Regions from separate parts of the Mus musculus genome. Here region 1 is linked to region 2. A link is a contact called in public promoter capture Hi-C data. All regions are on one chromosome and are shown on one strand. The core of a region is the stretch at or near the end of the contact, and the rest is flanking DNA. Distances in the headings are between cores, read along the strand shown.

What was found. Promoter capture Hi-C pulls out the DNA fragments that hold promoters and counts their contacts.
Region 1: a promoter capture Hi-C map of hippocampal neurons shows a contact between it and region 2, with 11 times the contacts expected there. The contact joins the promoter of Tecpr2 here to the promoter of Slc25a29 in region 2. A contact is called at or near these places in 1 of 39 promoter capture datasets (hippocampal neurons), 2 of 115 datasets of contacts at active chromatin or transcription factors (astrocytes and large pre-B cells) and 3 of 9 other capture datasets (embryonic stem cells, liver and pancreatic islet).

What each region holds. Positions count from the first base shown.
Region 1 is chr12:110,887,807-110,891,777 of GRCm38.p6, reverse strand. Tecpr2 (tectonin beta-propeller repeat containing 2) reads right to left here and starts at 2,514. Exons shown (of 20, transcript NM_001289510.1): 1 at 2,452-2,514. It overlaps Cinp (cyclin-dependent kinase 2 interacting protein), which reads left to right and starts at 2,633. Exons shown (of 5, transcript NM_026048.4): 1 at 2,633-2,712. The coding sequence starts at 2,706.
Region 2 is chr12:108,834,577-108,838,243 of GRCm38.p6, reverse strand. Slc25a29 (solute carrier family 25 (mitochondrial carrier, palmitoylcarnitine transporter), member 29) reads left to right here and starts at 2,368. Exons shown (of 4, transcript NM_181328.3): 1 at 2,368-2,592. The coding sequence starts at 2,559. It overlaps Mir345 (microRNA 345), which reads right to left and starts at 1,271; the gene lies at 1,176-1,271.

The DNA of each region.
Region 1 (3,971 bases), core at 1,265-3,764, 2.1 Mb before region 2:
CTTGTAACCCTAGGACACGGAAGTAAAGAGAGGATGAACACTATAAACTCAAGGCCAGCTTGGCTTACACTGACAGTTTACACACCAATCAAAGTCTACACAGCAAGATTCTGCCAACCCCCACGTCTAACAGACAAACTACAACAAAGAATAGAAACATCCAATAGGCTACAGTACAATCAACACTCAACACATACTTGTTGGGTTAATCTCTCTCAAACCCCCTGTGCTGAGCCACATATGGTGGTGCACACCTACAATTCAAGCACTCAGGAGGCTGAGGCAGGAGCATCTCTCCAAGCTGTAGACAGTCTGGTCTTTATAGTGAGATCCTGTCCCCCAAAAGAAAACAAACAAAATTCTATGCCACATTGCCCCAAGACCACAGCAAAGATTCACTGGAAATCTCGTGACCAGATCCGAAGGCTACATTCATGGGAAACATACATTCTGAAGCTGCTTCTGTCTCAATAATCCAGAGAAAACACCACCAAACCAGATGGGCTGGCACACGCTTTTAGTTCCAGCCAGAGGCAGGCAGGATCTTTGAATTCAAAGTTGGCCTGAGTTCCAGGACAGCCACACCTATACAGAGAAACCCTGTCTTGGAAAACAACAACAACCCTAAATAAAACAAACCACCACCTAATTTCTTCTTCTGATTCTACCACACTCCCTGTCCCTAACGTCCATTCTTATTAATATAACCATCTCCTAATTTGTTCTTCACCTTTCTAAATTCAAGATCATTGTTGTCGTCTGCTTTCTTCCTCCTCTCCACTAAGTGCCAGCAGCTATTTTGTTTAAATTAGAGGCTACTATGAATGGACTCCGAGCTCTTCAACCCCAAAAGATAACTTCCCTAAGAAAAACTGAAAACCAACCCAATAAGAACCAGTCTTCCATTGAAAAAGACAATGTGGCTACATCAAAACAACTGCTTAGGGCTCTCGGAGAGGTAGCTCAGCCTGTAACACAGGGTATCCCTTCCAGAGGACCAGAGTTCAATTCCCAGCACCCACATGGCAGCTAACTTCCAGGGCATCTGATACCCTCTTCTGACCTCAGTAGGCACTTCACACACGTGGGTACACAAAAACACATGGAGGCAAGACATCCATTCACATAAAACACGATTTTTAAAAGTTACGGGGTGGGGGGGGGGAGTGAACCCCTGAAGGACTTTATTTCATTTTACCCATCCATGATTCCCAAACCAGACGGGATTCTCAGGTTTGAAATCTCAAGAGCTAGACTCCAACCTTCCTGAGGGAGTGACTAGGTGTGAAGTGTAAGCATACACCCCTAGGGCCTGGCCCAGCAACTGGCATGAGGGAAGTCTAGTAAACACTCAATGAATGAACAAACACGGGCTGTAAGTCAGGTTGCAAAAACAAACAAAATGATCACAGGTATATCAGCATTACAGCTGGGTGCGAGTAGGTACAAAAAGTGTAACAGCTTCGAAGACAAGGACTCTCTGGCGATAAGAGACTAGAGCAACTTCATACCTAGGACCTGATTTCCCACAACTCCCTGCTCCAAAAGTTTTCAAAACCTTGGCTGCAAATGATCATTCCAGTCAACGACAAAACGATACACCTCACATGCTGCCAACAAATGGAACAGAAAAATACCTGAATATCGGTGAGAAAGAAAGGAAGCACAAAGGGTAGGAAAGAAAAGTAAAGACGGAGATGGAAAGAAATGGGAAACCAGAGACTTAAGGGACTAGAGGAAAAAGCAGCGAAGCCCACAGAGCCGTGTGGGTGACAGCAGAGACTAACCTTGATCATATTCAGTCAGACCCTGGACGGTCGGCTGTGCATGCATGCACTGACCCATTTAATCCTCCACTATCCCAAGATAAAAACTTATCATTTTACGGATGACGAAACTGAAGCTAGGAAGTTGACACTTGCTCCAGTAAACGGGTAGGAAGGGGAAGCGCAATGACCTGACCCCGAGTCTGACCCAGGGTCACCCCATTCACTGTCCATTCCGCCTCGGGGGCCACACCGGGAGGCATTCGGTATCCATTTAACCAACCCTTACTCAACTCCTACTGGGCGGCCAAGCCAGCGGCAATGTAAGGGATCCAGCTGAGGATCGGGGGGACAGAACAGAACGCAATGTCAATCTCCAGGCTGAGGAGCCTGGAGCCGGCCGCGAGAGGGATGCAGGGTGGGGCAGGAGGGGAGGAGCGAGGGGAGCCGGGACGCCAGGGCGGCCCGGGGCGGTGTGCGAACGCTGCGACGCCCGGTGCTCTGCACAGACTCCGGCTGACAGATGCGCCGCGTGCGGCGGCTGCCAGGGGGACGGCGACGCGGCTGTGGAGACGCTGAGGGGCTGAGACAGGGGAAGGCGGCTCTGCCAGGGGGAGGAAAGGCGAGGGGCGGCGTCGGGGACGTCGGAGGCGTCCGGCACCCGCCCGCGCGCTCCCGAACTCACCTCCCGCGGCAGCCCCTCAGGACACCTCAGCCCCGCCAACCCGGAGGAGGCGGGATGGACTCCGGGCCGCAGGGGCTGCTGGGAGCCTGTTGCCTAGGCAACGGGTTAGGCCTCAGAGAGTAGCAGTGACTCCGCGGAGGGCTAGAGCGGCAGAGCCACAAGTGTGGGCGGGCCCAAGGACGGAAGTGACGTCACTTCCTCAGTTCGCAGGCGGGTTTTTGGGTCTTCTCAGGAATCTACCTGTGGGCCGCCGCATGGAAGGTGCGTGACAGTGCTGTGTTTCCCTAGTTGTGGGGGCTGCAGGTCGTGGACGTGGTCATGAGGGGTGGGAGGGTGGGTGGGGGAGGTCATGAGTCCGCGCGCGACGTGACATGCAGGGCGCGCCTGGACCTCGTGGGCTGCCGGGAGCCTTGTTCATTACGGTGTGAGTGTCGTCTGAGTGCGGTGATGTGCGTGAAGTGTCAGTGGTGTGACGCTCAGAGCATCCCTGAGCACATTGGAGCCAAGCCTGACGTGCCAGCCCCTCGGAGAACCCTTCCCTAAACTCCGGCATTCAGTAAGACGGGCCGTGGAGCTTGCAGTGTGTAATAAAGGCTGTCTCTGTCGGTTCGTGTCGCATGGGTCAGTGCGTTAGCGTATGGCTTGCTGAGTCCCGTTTTGCTTTGGTAGCTTACAAGAGGTAAGCAGCTAAACTGCTGTGCCTCTCTCTCTACCAGCTGCCCTGCGACTCACATTACTGACATCTCCCCATTTGTCTCTGAGTGTCTAGAAGTCAGAGCTGTGCTTTTGGTTCCTAAGTGGGTCCGGCAAACTTAGTCAGCCGTGATCCTCACCCTTAGGGACCCCTACCGAAGAAGGACGAATGTAATGCAGGAGGTGAGAGCAGTTCCTCCATGGAGCCCGTTTGATTCTCAATCAGCTGTGTGTGCAAGTTATGGGAGGGAACAAGACATAACTCCTACTGTGGTTGAACTCAGTCCTGCGGAGAAAATAGAATTAAGAAATAGAAGAAATTGACTCACTAGGGGATGTGATGACAGCCAACGAATAGGAGATAATATGTCTACTGCAGTGACTCGTAATGCAACCAGGGGTGGAAGTGGGGGCGGCGGCGGCGGGGGTTGGGGGGGGAGAGTCCAGGAAGACTTCTTGATGGAAATAACTGTTCAACTTGCTTCCTGTTGCCATGGTAAAATACCGTCACCAAAAAGCATCTTGGGAAGGAAAGGGTTTATTTGTCTTACCCTTCCAGGTCCCAATCCATCTATGAAGGAACTCGGTAGGAACCCAAGCAGAACCAGAGGCAGGAGCCATGAAGAATAGCTGCTTACTGGCTTGCTTTTTCCTAGGATTTTCTTCTCCGTGTATAATACCTACATTTATGTAAACGTACCATGTGTCAGCTGTATCCACAGGGGCCAGAAGAGGACATGGTATCTTCTGGAATAGGAATCTCAGCTGATTGTAAGCCTCTTTTGGGTGCTAGGTCCGCAGAGCCATCTCCAGCCCCTCAGATCGTT
Region 2 (3,667 bases), core at 1,119-3,618:
TTGCCCTTTGACTGGGATCCTCAGAGCTAAACAGACCTCAGTCCCCGTGGGGCAGAGTTTGAAGAGGTAGTAATTTCACCCTTGTAAAACATAAGCCAACAATAAAACAATACAGCCCCAGAATCTGGGCGCTCCAGGACTCTCTGGTCTCTCCCCAGCCAACAACCAAGGTCAAGCATTTGGACCTACCTTGTCTTCTGCCTCAGCTCATCAATGGCCTGGGCAAAGGGCTCTCGGACAGCAGGATACCTGCCTCAAGTGGTTCCTTTCTACATAAGTGCCTGCCCCACCCCACCCCCAAACCCCAACAGAGCTGACCAGCAGGCCCAGGGGCCACACTCAGCCACACAGGGCAGATCCTGACCCACCCAGGGTGACATGCAACCTTAGCTTAGCCTTCCATTCCCTCACGCATTTTGTCCCCAAACCTAGTAAGTCCAGACACAATACCGGCCCGCCACAACTGGCCCACCCAAGCTCTGCCCACAGGGTCCCACAGGGTCCCACAGGGTCCCACAGGATCTCTACAGGGTCGGTCTCTAGTCCCTCCAATGGTTCTGCAGCTCAACTATGGAGTGAGTACCCATGTGTGTGTATGAGGCTCCTGAACCCTTCCGTAGAGGGGGTCAGAGCTCCACACAGCTAATGCCAGGAATGACATCCGCATGAAGGCAGGCTCTCCCACGCTCCTACCTGTCTTCCTCTCTCTGGCTTTTTGACGCACGTTCCCTTCAACACAGAACAAGGGCTGAAGAGATGAGGCTCAGGAAGTTCTCCTCTTGCCTTCCCAGCATGCATGAGACCCCGAGTTCCACCTCCAGGGAAAGAAAAGGTAACCAGGTGTCATCATTCAGGAGGCAGGCCATGAAGGTGTCAAGTTCAAGACCAACCTGGGCTACATATCAAGAGCCTGTCTCGAAGCCACAGGCAGAAAGAGCCGTCTTGTCTCATCGGATGCCCTCCCGTTTCTTAGAACCAGAAACCAGGGTGGAGGCGTGAAGACCCGAGCTTTACCACCGGACCCCAGGGTATTCTTATGGCTGTGTCCCTGCAGGAGGATTGCTGGGGTTAATGGCAAAGGCCTCAGGAGGGATCCTACAATCACCCCAGTTCCAGTGTGTACTTCCTTCTTCCTCTTACCACCTGCCTTTAGAAGGCATCCAGATGACTCAAAGCCTGTGGAGATCAAACCCAGGTCTCCAGACCCCTAGTTCAGGGCCCAGTAGCCACCACAAGCACTGGACTAGGGGTCAGCAGGCCTGGACTTGGGTGTCGGCTTCACGAAGGGTCCATTCAATTCCAAGGATAAACACCACCTCTCAAACAACACTGGGGTCCCTGGTCTCAGAGCTGCCCCTCCATCAGATCTGCCATCCCACAACTCCGCGCCCAGTTTAGGGAGGGGAGAGGCAAGAGCAGAGTTCGAGTAACCACAGGAGTCTGTTACTCCACTCTCAGCTTAAAAGAAAGTCACGACCAGCAGAGGCCCGGTAAGTGATGGCTGTATCCATCACTTGGACTTGCTTCCAGACTCCTTGCTGTTGTAGATATTACCAGCAACTGGGGGGGTGGGGGGCGGCGCGTCGGGTTCTTAGCCCACCTCAACTTTAATGCTCTCCAAGCCTGGAATATCTGCTTGCTCCTTGTCCTGCACCTAGCTCACCCTGTCCCAAGGCCCAGAGCTGCAGTCAGATGCCCGCGCCCCTGATCTGGCCTGCTGGCGGCTCCCAGGAACACGTCGGGCTTGGCGGCACCCTTCCATCCTCAGGCCCCATCCACAGGCCCCTTCTGTTTGAAAACGTTTCTACGTCCTTCAAACTCAAGTCCCTGTCTCTGCCTGGGTGCACTGGGTCCTCAGTACTCCTGCGCGTTCGCTTAAGAAGATCCGGGGCCTCAGAGGCCCCTCCAAGTGGGCGGTCGTTCTCGAACTTTCCCAGCAAGCTGAGTCCAAGACCAAAGTAGGCCTTGGGAGAGTCGCGGCGTTCCACGTGTGCACTCGCCACTGTGTCCTCTTGACACAGGCAAGGACGATGAGGTTGAGCAGGAGAGTCGCATCCAAATACCGTGAGGGGTCCGAGGATTGAAGCAGATCGAGCGCCGCCCTTCGGACCGTGCGGTTGGGAGGTTCTGGGCTCCAGTGTGCAGTGTGCCCACCGCACTGCCCCTTCCTTGCGCCGTGCGGGCGGGCCCGAGAAGCACAGTCTTTGTCTACTGAGCCGGGAGGCACCCCCGCCCGCCGCGCCCGAGGCCACACCTTCCAGGCGCGCCCAGCCAATGAGACTTGGCGGCGGCACCCGGAGCACGGGGTGTGTCCGTGCCTCGCTTACCGATTGGTTGCGCTCTGCCCCCGCGGGGGCTGAGGCCGACGGGGCGGTGCGAGCGGTGCGAGGTGAGGCCCGGCAAGCTGGACGCCAGGGGAGTGCTTTTCTAGGAGTCGCCATCCAGTCGCCTCCCCGACCCGGCTGCGCGCCCGGAGGCCAGATAGCAGGAGTCGCGACGGCCAACCGCGGGCCGGGCCCGAGGAGTAGTAAGACACAGCCGGCTCGCCGGGCCGGGCCATGGCGCTCGACTTCCTGGCTGGATGCGCCGGAGGTAAGGAGATGACCGGCATGCCAGGCGGGCGTTCTGGCTGGTACGCGGCGACAGGTGTCTTCTTGACCCTTCCGTGCGCACTGAGTGCAAGGTCTGGGGATCCTGGCAGCACCGCGGCTTGGCCGGAGGCAGGGACAGAACAGAAGGATGCGGGCGCGCAGCCTACTGATCCCTTCCCGCAGCTGTCTGAGCGAGGCTGGTGACACCGCGCGACCTCCTAGAAGGCTGGCCCGACCCCAGGCGCCCAGCACTTCCCATGCATTGCTTTAAGCTGCTGGAGGGCTCAGGAGAGGAGGAGGCGGTCCACCGGGTGGTCAAATAAATGGTCATGTCAACCTGACTGAAGAGCGCTCGAAGCTGAGAGCAGGCTAGGTCTGCCCATGACACTACCGTGCGGACCTGTTGAACGTTTAGTGCCTTTCCTTTTGCCTAGAGGATTAGTTTATTTACTAAGTATTAAATAGAGCCTGGTTTAGCCGCTGGGATTCCAGGTGAATCGACTGAGGTGGTAGTGGTCTGGCTGGTTATATGTTCAGCTCTGAGGCCCAGACCTGGCTCCTCATCCACCTGTCCTGCTGTCTTCATCCTTCATAGCCCTACCCGGAAAGGTCTCTCCTGGAACAGTGATAGGCTGGAGTTGGCCTTAGGTGCTTAATCCGTGCTTGCTTCTTCCTGGATGGAGAACATTGCTGTCTGGCAGAATGCCTTCCCTGAGCAGTGACGTACCCTCTAGGTGCTTGAGAACCACCAGACTGTCACCAAGTCTTTCTTCTGTAAGCTGTGGGAAGGCCACAGAGATTTCCACAAGCAGGTGGAGAATTAGAGACCCAGAAAGAGCCCCATGCTAGCCCCAGCTGTAACAGGGCAGGTGAGGGCATCTTCAATGGCCAGGACTCCTGCCGTGGCCAAGACCCCCTTGTACTGCAGTTTCCCCAGGGCCAGAGTTACCTCCATTTGTAGCCTGGGATATACAGTTGATCTGGGGAGCATATATTCACCCTGAGGCCAGGCTTGCATAGAGACTTTGAGCACCCCCACTGTCCCACAAGCCCATGGGCACTTGCTCAAGTAGGCC